2 separate regions of the Mus musculus genome follow, and region 1 is linked to region 2. Evidence: chromatin contacts called from public promoter capture Hi-C data. All regions are on one chromosome and are shown on one strand. Each heading gives the region's core, a stretch centred on a gene start, on an enhancer-like site or on the middle of the called end of the contact. The rest is flanking DNA. Distances are from core to core; before and after follow the strand shown. Region 1 overlaps Arl8a (ADP-ribosylation factor-like 8A). Region 2 overlaps Ppp1r12b (protein phosphatase 1, regulatory subunit 12B).

Region 1 (6,377 bases), core at 524-3,023, 370 kb after region 2:
CGAAGCATGTGGGAACGCTACTGCAGAGGAGTGAGCGCCATTGTGTAAGTAGGGTCTCCCCACCCTCCCGCCTGCAAGCCATCAGGCCTGATGCAGAACCACACACATGGTCCCTGTTAATGCCTGCTGCCTGGACGTGGCCTGCTTTTATTATTTTGCATACTGTTTATTTGAATATATATATATTTTTAAAAAAGAATTTATATTTTTTTAAAAAAGAAAATTGTAATATATATACAGATCTGATCAGCCAGCCTACAGTGTCTCTCCCAATCCAAATCACCATGTCTTGAATTTTGGGTAGTTTAAGTGACTCCTTCCTTTGCCTGTTAATTTTATCCAGACAAGGGATGTAACTTGGTCTGAAAGCTCTAGCATATATAAGGCTCTGGGTTCAACTCCAGTCTCACACACACTCTGGATTCAACTCCAGCCCCCCTCCCCCCACCTCACATACACACACAAATAAAAAAAAGTATGCCCAGTTTAGTTTTCTTAATAGAATAAACAGTGTTTTGTCTTTTTGTTTTTTGAGACAGGATCTAACTATGTAGACCCGTCTGGCCTGGATCTCACTATATAGAAAGACCATGCTGCCCTCTAACTCATAGACTTCCCCCTCTCACGTGCTAGGATTAAATGCATGCATACCATTCCCAGTTTAAACTTTTTTTTTTTTTTGGTATATTTTGTTTTGTTTTGTTTTTCAGACAGGGTTCTTCTGTGTGGTCTTGGCTGTCTTGGAACTCGCTCTGTAGACCAGGCTGGCCTTGAACTCACAAGAGATCTACCTGTCTCTGCCTCCTGATCAGCTTAAACCTGAGTTTTTATACAAGCATTGTAGCCAGGTGGTGGTAGCTGGCACATGCCTTTAATCCCAGCACGCAGGTGGCAGAGGTAGGCTGATCTCTTGAGTTGGTGGCTAGCCTGATCTACATAGTTCCAGGACAGCCAGGGCTACACAGAGAAAAAAAACCCTGTCTCAAAAAAAAAAAAAAGAAAAGAAAAGAAAAAAGGAAGGAAGGAAAGAAAGAAAGAAAAAGAAAATAGCATTGTACCCTGTCCCTTGGTAGGGAGGCCTTTCCTTTTCTACTCTGGTCCTATCTAGGCTTTCCATGAAAATGTAAATGGGTCACTTTGGGCCCGACTCACAGCTAATCCTACAGGCTCCAGTTCCACAGAGGACTGAGCCTGCAGTGCTTCACACCTATGTTTGGGAAAGTGTTCTCTGAGTCAGACCAGGGTAGTCCATTTCTCCAGAGGCGACCAGGCTGGAACTGGAGGCCTTCTTCCCCTCAGCAGCTCCTCTTCCTGTGTGCCTCAACCCACGGTATCCCTCACTGCCTTCCCCAGGTATATGGTGGATGCTGCGGATCAGGAGAAGATCGAGGCCTCCAAGAATGAGCTCCACAACCTGCTAGACAAGCCACAGCTACAAGGCATCCCGGTCAGCTGGAGATGGAGCGGGTGGGAGAGGGAGCTGATCAGAAATCACGGGGCGGGGGCGGGGGAGGGGGGGAGCGCCGTACAGCCGAGGTACCCAGGTATCCTTGCTCTAACTCTCCCCGGCTTGCTTCCTGTATAGGTCTTAGTCCTTGGTAACAAGCGAGACCTCGCCGGAGCGCTAGATGAGAAGGAGCTAATCGAGAAAATGTGAGCTGAGTGGCCTTTCTTTGTGTGCTTCAGCTCCCCCAAATTCCCCAGCTGCCGAAGGCTTCTGGGCTGGGCTTGTTGCTGTTCTTGGTGTTTACCACATGGTGGCAGCAGAACGTATCTTTCCCAGAAGCCTCGCCCTCCTCTTGTAGACCTTTTACTGAGAAAAACACCCTGCCCTTCCCTGGTCCCTTAACTGCTCCAGCATCCGCTGACTCCTCTCTGGTCTTCCCGCAGGAACCTGTCTGCTATCCAGGACCGAGAGATCTGCTGCTACTCCATATCCTGCAAAGAGAAGGACAACATAGGTGCGTGGCTTGGGGAAGTTGCTGGCACTCTGCCAGGAGTGGCTGGGCTGAAGGGAAAGATACTTCTGATGCGGTATCTGGGAAGTCCATACCGAGCCACTTTGTCCTTGGGTGCAGCAGGCAGCTAGGAGGCCCCAGTTCTGGGTGTTACCCTAGCCCTGCCCCCTCTTCCACTTCTGAGATTGGTTAGAGCAGGTATTCCAGTCCCTTCTTTGCTAGCTGTGGCTTTGTGTCTTTTATATCACTAGCTTGGAGCTTTTGGTGCGGGGGGTGGGGGTGGGGGGGGGTGGAGCTGGGGGTGGGGGGTGGGGGGGGGTGGGGTCACAGCTCTAAGCTTGATCCAGGCTGCCATTGCAGGAACCTGGCTTAACTGTTCATACCTCCCAGGCCCTTCTCACACAGGGAGGCCTTACAACTTTCTCTCTTGTCTCCCCTCAGACATCACCCTACAGTGGCTTATTCAACACTCAAAGTCACGGAGAAGCTGAGACTGTGGCTCTTCTTCTGACTAGGGACCACAGTCACCTAACCTGAAGCCGAGCTCCCCGCCCACCCTGTTGTCTCTCCCTAAGCCCACTCCTCCTCACCCAGTGTGGGGAGGGCCCTCTGGGGCTCCTAGAGCCCTATTCTGCTGAGGTTTCAACTCCTGTTTTTATTGTAAAATAATTGCCCTCTCCCCAAGTCTGGTCCCCTAACCTCTCTCCCTTGCTCTCTTTTTCCCTTCAGCTACCCCACTCCCCTCCCTGTCAACAGCCCTGGCCCCGCAAGCCCTCTCCTCACTCTCTGCCCCACCCTCCTCTTCCCCTTTCAACACTCTGTTATTGTCCTGTGTGTACAGTATATATATGTATATATATTTTAATTTTTTAATTTAAGCAAAGACTAAGATCAACCATTTGATGCTGCAGGGGCCAATCGGGACCTGGGAGGGGCAAACTGGAAAGGCAGAGAGAGATGCAGGGTCGATGTGGGGCAAGTTCATATGCAGAAGAGGGGAGACTGCCACATAGGGCAGTGGTTGTCCCCATGTCCTGTAAAGTATCTCTGTCTCCCAGTGGAGGACCTGAATTTGAAGGCCAGCAGGAGCCTCCTTTTCTGTCCCCAGCCTTGATAGGGCCACCAGGTACAACCAGGTCTAAGAGGGAGGACCAGGGTCCATGTCGTCCCAGCAACCCCCACTGTCACTGTTCCTGGCCCCAGGTCCTGCCCCTACCCAGGGTCCCCACCTCCACGGCCCATCTCATTTTCTGTTCTCATTTCACAGAGTTGTACAAGGAGAGAACTCAGCATGGGAGGGTTGGTTCTTTGGTTTTGTTTGTTTGTTTGTTTGTTTGTTTAATTTAATAATTTGTAAAGTGATGTTCCTCTTCCTTTTTACAGTTTTCAGCTCATATTTAACCTCTGTTTGGAAAACGATCCTTGTAACTGTACATTTTTTTTTTTGCCTCCTAATAATGACAACAATAAATTACCAATTTTGTGTTGGGGGGTGTGTATGGTGCTGGTTGTTTCCCACAGATATCACCGACCAGCGGACCCACAGGGGCATGAGCACCACTACACATCATACACAGGGATGACCACAGGGTGCCACACCTACAGGGAACACATACTCACGCTCTCTGGAAACACAGTGGCCTATCACGTGTGCTCACACTGGGACAGCAGCCCACACGTGTTTCTGGGCCCTGCTTGTTGTCTGCTTCTCACTCCTGTACGCTGACAGCTGCCAAGTGGCACTAAGCAGGTCTGTTAGAGGAGCTGCCCAGACCTGGGCCTTTCATGTGGCATTCAAACTGAATTGCTCTCCATCATAAACACTTAAGCTCATGGCCCCCTCTCAGTCTACACCTGCTTGTTCCCATATAGCCAGAGTGGAGCCAGAACAGAACTCTGCATCCTCTCATCACACTCAGTGCCCACCAAGAAGAAATCAAATGTCCTCAGGGGTATACTGGGCCTGCAGAGTCTTCCTTTGTCATCCTTGCTGTCCATGCTATTGGTCTCTTGGAAAGGACCCAACCAGGGCTGGAGAGATGGCTCAGCCGTTAAAGGCTAGGCTCACAACCAAAAATCTAAGAAAAGGACCCAACCATTTGTTAACTCGATGGATAGAATTCCTACCCTGCCTGTCTAGCTGGAGCTCACAGCCTCAGTTCTTGTGGGCCCTCCTTGATCCAATGTGAATCCAACCACAGCTAGTTTTATACTGACCCTCGATCTCTTGGGTCCCCCTCCCCCACTCCCTGTTCTGCCTCCCCTTTGCCTGGAAATAGAGACTGGAATGTTCCGTGTAGAATAAGCAATCTCTTCACCCTGCATCTGCAGTAAGAAACAGCCACATCTGTCCTTGGTTTGTGAGAGGATTTGGGTGAGGCCACTACTCAGCCGTGAATATATCCAGCCTGGAAGAGGATCTCTTATTGCTGGGGGGATTTGAAGACAGGGTCTGGAGATTTAGCTCATTGACAGAGCGCTGATGGAGCATACAATAGACCAGGCCCTGGCTTCCATTGACTGCATGGGGGAAAAAGATTTGAGGAAAAACTGGATGGTGTTTGCTGCTTCTCAGGAGCTTTCCAACCCCTTACAAGGATAAGATGCACCCCCTAGGGGCTGGAGAGATGGCTCAGTGGTTAAGAGCACTGATGCTTTTCCAGAGGTCCTGAGTTCAATTCCTAGCAACCACATGGTGGCTCACAACTGTCTGTAACAGGATCCAATACCCTCTTTGGTGTGTCTGAAGACAGCAACAATGTACTCACATATATAAAATAAATCTTTAAAAAAAAAAAAAATGTGACCCTTAGTTGGGAAGGAGGATGGGCCCAGGCTCTGTCTTTTGCCTTGCCTGCTTCAAGGAAGTCGCTGTGCTTCTATGCCTATATCTGGAGAGGACCATTGTTCTCAGCCATTGAGGATGTTGCAGCACTGAGCTGCCGCTTGGGTCCTGTGTTCTCCAGATGCGATTTGATGATGAGCCTGTTATCACTGCATGCAAAATCAGTACCCTGCACAGTGAATTCATACAACAGGCATGCAGCGGGGGCTAAACAACCTGTTCTTGGATAGGGAATAAACTATGGATAGTATGCATATAAACCTACATGTATAAACAACATCATGGTTGGGTCCTCTGAGGGCAAAAGTAGATGAGTTAATATCTGGCCAAGGGGCTGGAGAGGTGGCTCAGAGCATGTACTGCTCTTCCAGAGGACACAGGTTTGGCTCCTAGGACATGTGTCAGGTGACTTCTGACCTATGTGGGTACTGTGTCCATGTGCACATACTCCACACACATACACATGATTAAAAATGGTAAAAAAAAAAAAAAAAAAAAAAAGTAGTTTAAAAGCAAGTCTAAGCCGGGCGGTGGTGGCACATGCCTTTAATCCCAGCACTTGGGAGGCAGAAGCAGGCGGATTTCTGAGTTCGAGGCCAGCCTGGTCTACAAAGTGAGTTCCAGGACAGCCAGGGCTATACAGAGAAACTCTATCTCGAAAAAACAAAAACAAAAAAGCAAGTCTATTCCATATTGCTAGAGATTTGAATCCCAAAAGGCACTGAACTTTGCCAGATGCTTAGAACACCATCCTCTTCCTCTTTAACAATGGGCATGGGTCCCAGAGCTTGGAGCACACTCGGCAAGGAGTCTACCCCTGGGCTCCAGCTCCAGCATATGATGCATCTGGCCTCATTTAATGACCATAGGCCTCTGTGAAGGAGAGATCGTTCCGGTTTCCAGAGTGAGAAGCTGAGACTGAGGTTGAAGCAGGTATACTCAGGGCCCAGGGTGACGGGTGGAGCCGAGACAGAACAAAGATAACCCGTGGGGAATGTCAGGGGATGCCTCTCCCCTGGCATCGGGCTCCGAGGACTGTGGATGTCATCATCTTTTTCCTGAGCATCCCAGCTCAAAGCCACTGCCCACCCTTGAGCAACAACCCCTCCCCCTGAAGCCTGGGACCCCTGAACAACAAATCCCACATTGTTCCTTGGCTGGCTCAGGCTGGAGGGATAGTGGCTCTTTCCCAAGACTGGCTGGACTGCTGACTAGCTTTGCAAGCCATTCACGTTGGCAGGCTTGGAAGGTGGCAACGGGGTAGGGTCTAAGAGCCACCATCTCCCGCCTCCCCCCTCCCATTCCCCTTCAGCTCTGGGCCAGCCAGCAGGCAAGAGGGAGGTCCAGAGTGTGCCCTTTGTGGAAGAGGCTACCAAACAGGATGCAGAACCCACCCCCACCCCACCCCACCCCCTAGCCTTCCACTCTCAATCCTCTCCCTGCCCCTGACTTCACCTCAGTTCACCCGGCCAGTTAGGAGCTATTGGTGTGTGCAGGGCTGGGGTAGAGGGAAGATAGAAGAAAGCATATGCTGGCTGGTTCTGTTCAGAGACATGGGCCCACCTTTGCCCCCT
Region 2 (6,093 bases), core at 1,814-4,313:
TTGCAAAGCAAAGCTATTTTATACTACTTGGCAAGTAAATTATTCATTCTTGGCTGGCATTTGGTGAGAGGGCAGATAGAGGAAGATTACATATAAATCTTAGTATATATTAACAAGTTCAAACTAGCTCAACTACCAAACAGATTTAGAGACCAATTTCCCTGTGATGTCCTAGAACTACATCTTTTCCTTATCCCATTTCCTTGAAATTTCTCTGTCACCGGAATAGTGGAGAAGAAGAGATTCAAACATTTAGTTCCAAAGATGCAATTATTTTTATTTTCTTCTTTAAGAAGATCAGTTTTGTACCTTAGATACTGTGTGAAAAAATTATATTAATTTATTTTAGTAATTGCAAATCAGCCTTTTGGTTCATGTGATAAACTATCCATAAGCACCATTTAGATATAAGATACAGGCCTGGGTTCATTATAGAGTGGCAGCCTCAGCTCACGGTCTCCTTGGTAACAATCCTGTCTTCGGAACTATCAGATTAGGTTAGCTCCTTCTTCCCGCACCCACGATACCTGCCTGCCTGTCGAAGTGGAACTTTCTGCATTCTTCTGAAAGGATTTGTTATTCCAGTAGATTGTACACTGGCTGCAGGCAAGGGCAGTGCCTCATGCATGCGATTTCCCGAGTGCCCACGGGGCCTGGTACTGATGCTCAGGACAACCCATCCTTTGGAAGTATATACAGTGAACTTGAAGGAAGAGTGAGTTGTGGCAGGGAGGAGAGTTGAAGCTGTTTTATAACACTGGGTAGGAGCTAAGTCTGACTATTATGGTAACTGGAGAAATGAACACAAAGGATACGAAGCATGCTACTAAACTTTACACAGACCTGAGTTTAACTAGGCATCCATTCTCTCACAAAGATTAAGCATGCATATAAAACAGAGTTCTTACCTAGAAAGTCTTTCATGCTAGAGAAAGGAGACAAAAACAAAAAGAAAATAGCATTAGCAAGAGACTAATTTATACATCCATTCATAAATTGTACTTTTCAAATCAGATGTCTCAGCTTTCCAGTGGAGACAGGAGTTGCTAATTGAACTGACGACACACAGGGCCACTTGGCTCTAACTCACAGCTTACCAGGGCTGAGGCTTTGGAGATAGCATCCTTTCAAACGGGCAGACCCCAAAATACAAAGTGATCAAACTCTCCTCTCCACCAATTAGACAACCATGTTTATGCTGTAGAAGGGACTGTCACTGGCTTTCATGTGACACAGAGCCATCTGACGTACAATAACCATCCTATAGTTCCCCTCAGTATCCCAGCTACCCCACCGCCCCTGAGTAAGCAGTGCAGTTCAGGTCAGTTGCTGGCTTCCTCCCAGGTCACAGGAAAGGCAAAGGGATGAGGGAGCTGTGGGCATAGTCCAACCCTAGTCCCTTAGATGGTGGTCAGAACTTTAAAAGAATAGTAAAGTATTTTGAGATCTCAGAAGGAAAGCATTTCGCAGATGCAAACTATACGCTTAGTGCTTGCTTAAAAAAAAAAAGTAACAACAGTGACTATGTCTTCATCTGCCATTTAAAAAAAGACATTATAAATGACCTTTGCCCTTCTATCCTTTCATTAAAAAAAAAAGAACTCAAGCAAACAAGCATTTAACTGATTTATGTGAATGTATTTGCTTCCTCTTCTGAGATGTTGAGAGAGCAACAAAACCTCCAAGGACAGACAAGGAAGGACTGACCGCAGTGTCCAGCGATCTGTGGAAGGAAGGGATCCTTGACCTGGGGCACCACTCCATGGCACTGCGCCTTCCCTCCCTGGAAGCCTTCAGTCTGTCAGTCCAGGCACAGAGCAGCCTAATACAGCATTCCCTGGAGATGCTCTGGGACGGGTAGTGTCACAGCACATCTCTGAGGTGGCTTTCACACCAAAGGCTGTGCTTACAATGGTCAAAAGAGCACATCCGAATTCTGTGGGGTTTTCCCTGTAGCTATGGAGTAGAGACTTTTTAATGTGTTCTCAATAAGTTTCCACACAATTTCATGATATATCCTGGTTACTAATACATTTAAATTCTATCTGTCACCCACCCACCCACCCACCCATCCATTGTGTGTGCATGCACGTGTGCACATGTGCCATAGCACAGGTGTGAGGTCAGAGGTGAGTTTAGGAGAGCATCTCTCCTTCCAGTTGAGTCCAGGGACTGAACGCTGACCATCAGGCTCGACAGCAGCATCATCACCTACAGAATGATCTTGCCACCACGAGACAGCTCCCATCTGAGGTAAAAGGAACCCACTTGGAAAGATTTATGTATAACATTCTCATACCCTTGTGATGTTCTTTGAGAATCCTAAAATTTAGAAATCTGGAGTTACAACAATTTTTCTTACATTTATATATCTGTTTTTATGGTTCTGTCTTCTTTGTTTTGTTTTTGTTTTGACAGAGTCTGGCCTGAAACCCAGAGGACTGTCAGGTGTGAGTGACAGCCAGGTATATGTTTCTATTAGGTTTTAACATGTCACACCTACCTGTCACCGGCCACTGATATAGTCTAAAGTGTTCTCGTCAGCATCCAAAACAACAAGAAGAGGCCTGGCAGTGGTTGTTAGGAAAAGCTCGTCGCAGAATAAAAAGTAAAAAGAAGTCAGGGCATACAGCTCTGGGGAGCACTTGTTCAGCATGTGCAGGACCCTCGCTTCCATTCTCAGGATGGGGATGGGCGGCGAGAGGAGAGAAGCCGACTGAGAAGTCAGGGTGCTCACTAGGCACGCTCACTAGCTTTGTGCTAAGATCTGCCTTACAGCACGTGAGTTCATATCTACTGCCCAGGGAAATGTTGATTGTGACCTGTCAAATACTTGTGAGTAACTGAGACTAAACGTCATCCTGGCCCAAGTGAAGAGACTGTTCTATACTTAAAGCCTATGGTATGCAGGAGAGGCCCAGAGAGAGAGAGAGGCCTAACTGGTTCTATGACACGCAGGGAGAGTCCTGTGAGCACACTTCAAGAGCTTGTCTGGAGCCTGAGTGGGAAAACATGTGAATGTGTGCTGTGGAGCCAAGCAGTGACTCCTGGGCTCCAGTTAAGACACTTGTAGAAAAATGAGTTCTTAGAAGATGATGGTAGACACACACATACACACTCACACTGTCTCTCTCCCCCACTGTTTCAACAGTGACAATTTATTATGAATGCATTAAAGTCTTAACCTAAAAGTCCTTACCTGAGATTCACCCACTCTCTTGTTCCCAGTTAAGATCCTTGGTGCTGACAGGCCAAAACACGGTTACTGTACCTAGAGATGACTGGGTTACATGGCTCTGAGTTCTAATTTTTACTCTCCTACCCATGACACTTGGGCAAGCAGCACCCACTGATAAGAGCTACATGGGAGAATTGGGAGGAAATACATTACTAAAAATGCCAGTGCTCTTCCTCATTCTTTCTCCAGTTATAAGGACGTGCTGCCACCGCCGCTGCTGCCGCTGCTCATGAGTATAGTAAAGCTAGCTTAGTTCCTTTGAGCCAGGAAATTCAACTCCAAGGCACGGCACTGCTTCAATTTCTCACTCTCCTGGGCAGAACAGCCTTTCAACACCAGACCCCTCTGCCACCCCCCAGAGACAGGCCTACATTCTTGCTCAGGTATAAAGGATGACTTGTTTATAACTGAAGAGACTGTTTGGGGCTGCCTTTTGCTTTGTTCTTCTGTAACATAAGCATTCTACAGTGTGCACAGACAATAGTCTGGTTAACTTTCTGACAATGAAGTCAGCTCTGTCTAGCTGACTTCATGTCTCCTCAGTTGGAAATGTTCCCTCAGTTCCTTCTTGTAAATAGCCTGCTGTGAAATGAGATTTTGACATCTTCAGGTTTAATTTCTACTGTGTGAACTCTGGCGCCCATCTCTACTCTTGCCCCACTAAAACAGGGAAGTCAGAATTTTCACTGTGTCTCAATCTTGGCAGCTACATATAATAAAGTGTGCTATCATTGCCATTGATTTATCATTGTGAGAATGAAATTAACTTTTTTCTTTTAGAATGTTCCAGAAATACAACACACCCAAGTAAAGTTCTCAGTTATTTGACTACACAGCATGGCTGTGTATACTGTATACACTAAGGATGTTGATGTAAAATACAATTACTTAAAAATGAAAAAAACCATAGAGAATAGGCTAGTACTCTAAAGCAATAGCCAGAGAAAGGCCACAGGATACCTGGATATGAACAGGCAGATTCCATGGGGCTTACTTCTCCACAGAGGAGAGCACGTGAAGAGAGGCAATGCCAATGTGCTCAGACTTGTGATGGCTACAACAGTTCTTGCCCCCACAGTCTTCTTAGAGATAATTCTCACAGACAGACATCTTGGAAGCTGGTGAATGACACACCTTCCTGCCTGGAACACTAAAAGCTAGGAATAGGCATGCTAAGATTCTCTGCTATCAATTCCTTCCTAGTACATTTTATAGAACGCATACGGAGGACTGATCTAACAGACAAGGCAGTAGATGGTCCACTTAGCCCCCAACAGGGTAGAGAACATTTCTAAGCCAGTCCTTGACTGTTCTCAGAGAATCCCCTCGAGATTCTGACCTTGGAGTGATGTGGGATTCTTGGATTTCTGATTGTTGCATTCAAGGTTTGCTCTAGCAATGTTCTGGAATAGCTAACCCAACACATTAGAGGAGGATGTATACATTTCCTAAAGCTCAGAAGCCAATGAGATTTGGGTACAGAAGAGGTAAAATGGTTATCTAACTATAAACATTATTTCTAAAAAGTAGGGAAAACAGACTTGTAAAGGAGATAGTATTTTCTTTCTTAAAGAAAAGGCTTCCTTTAGGTTTATATCCTAAGAAAAGTGTGCTTATAAACTGCAGGGTAAGACACCTGAACCATACAGGGTTTAATGTATAATTGTCTAACTCCTGATAAAATGACTTAAGCTTTTAAATAATGCTTCCTGATTTTCACGAATGAACACCTCTAGAAAATACTGGCTTGCTTTGCTTTTGACATCCTAGGTGACTGGAGGGAAAATGAAAACAAACCCACTGGTTATGCCCAGGCAGAAAAGGCTTTGGGTATCGTGGGTAAGTGGTAGAGTAGCTCACCAATACAGGCGAATTAAAGTCAAGTTTTCATTCTGTTGTCACTCAAACTGAGCATATTTCAACTGTTAGGCTGACATGGCCTCTCACTGTAGAAAGCTGCCTGCCAATGCTCACAGAGTCTACTGAGTAAATCTAGAGATAAGTGAAGCGGCAGTGTGCCGAAATGGTCTCAGGGGAGCAGTAAGCAAGGAAGTGTCATGAGGGGCAAGCACATCACAGACCAGGAAATGAACACCAAAGGGTCTCTCCCACAGAGAATAAGGACTTCCGGGACACAGAGTTTAGAGACCCCCAGTGGGAGCTCCGATGCTCTAGAGACTGGGATGTGGCTACCTATGTTCTAGGAATGGCCTGATTATCTTACTTCTGGCCTCTGAATAGTTTTTCTTTTTAAAGCATAATAGTTACATTTACTCCACTCGGGTCTAGATATCTAATTTCTGCGAAATAACACTACATATTTCAAAAATGGTGTGAATCTTTACCCAATTTGCAAGTTAACACACAAATATATTATCTCATACATTTTAATCAGGAAGTCTTGGAAGAAACATCTTTAAGTGTTTTTGTTTAAGAGTATTTTGCTCTACCTTTCACTCAAGACAAATGAAAGATGTCCATTACGATGGATCTCTGGTGTGTTTGAGCTAGATAAAAATTGTTCAGTAAAGGGATTACTTTCCCAGCTTTAATGGCTCAAGTGGAGGCAGTAGATACTGGGAATGGGGCCCTGGAGCAGAAGAGACTTAAAGTTATTGAGAAACCAATAAGAACCCAGTGAGCTGAGGTGAAAAGAATGACTGGCTGGATAAAATATGGTTTGAAAAATGTCCCAAATTAAGAAGTAGGCCTTCCTTTCATGCCTCTTTAAATACTCCTTAACAGACCCCTGCTCAGGCCTGCTTCTAATAAGAGAGCAGAGTGAAGACTGTCAATAATTCAGATGGTAATCCAGAAAGGGACAGGAACCAGGATGGTTTTGATTTCCCAAATGA

The links. Capture Hi-C pulls out chosen DNA fragments and counts their contacts.
Region 1: a contact with region 2 is called in a promoter capture Hi-C map of adipose tissue. The contact joins two enhancer-like sites. A contact is called at or near these places in 1 of 115 datasets of contacts at active chromatin or transcription factors (pancreatic cancer cells) and 1 of 9 other capture datasets (adipose tissue).

Annotation. Positions count from the first base shown.
Region 1 is chr1:135,152,823-135,159,199 of GRCm38.p6, forward strand. Arl8a (ADP-ribosylation factor-like 8A) reads left to right here. Exons shown (of 7, transcript NM_026823.2): 3 at 1-44; 4 at 1,354-1,447; 5 at 1,586-1,653; 6 at 1,891-1,961; 7 at 2,400-3,446. The coding sequence ends at 2,449. Among named protein-coding and RNA genes, the nearest start is that of Arl8a, 9.2 kb to the left of the region's middle. Within about 2 kb of position 1,774, at least 114 of the 459 cell types and tissues checked have an H3K27ac peak or open chromatin away from gene starts, as enhancers often do. A contact at or near this core is called in adipose tissue, where this site is marked.
Region 2 is chr1:134,781,243-134,787,335 of GRCm38.p6, forward strand. Ppp1r12b (protein phosphatase 1, regulatory subunit 12B) reads right to left here. Exons shown (of 24, transcript NM_001368827.1): 19 at 909-925. All of the region lies in intron 2 of Gm32670 (a long non-coding RNA gene), which reads left to right. Among named protein-coding and RNA genes, the nearest start is that of Gm32670, 10 kb to the left of the region's middle. Within about 2 kb of position 3,064, at least 34 of the 459 cell types and tissues checked have an H3K27ac peak or open chromatin away from gene starts, as enhancers often do. A contact at or near this core is called in adipose tissue, where this site is marked.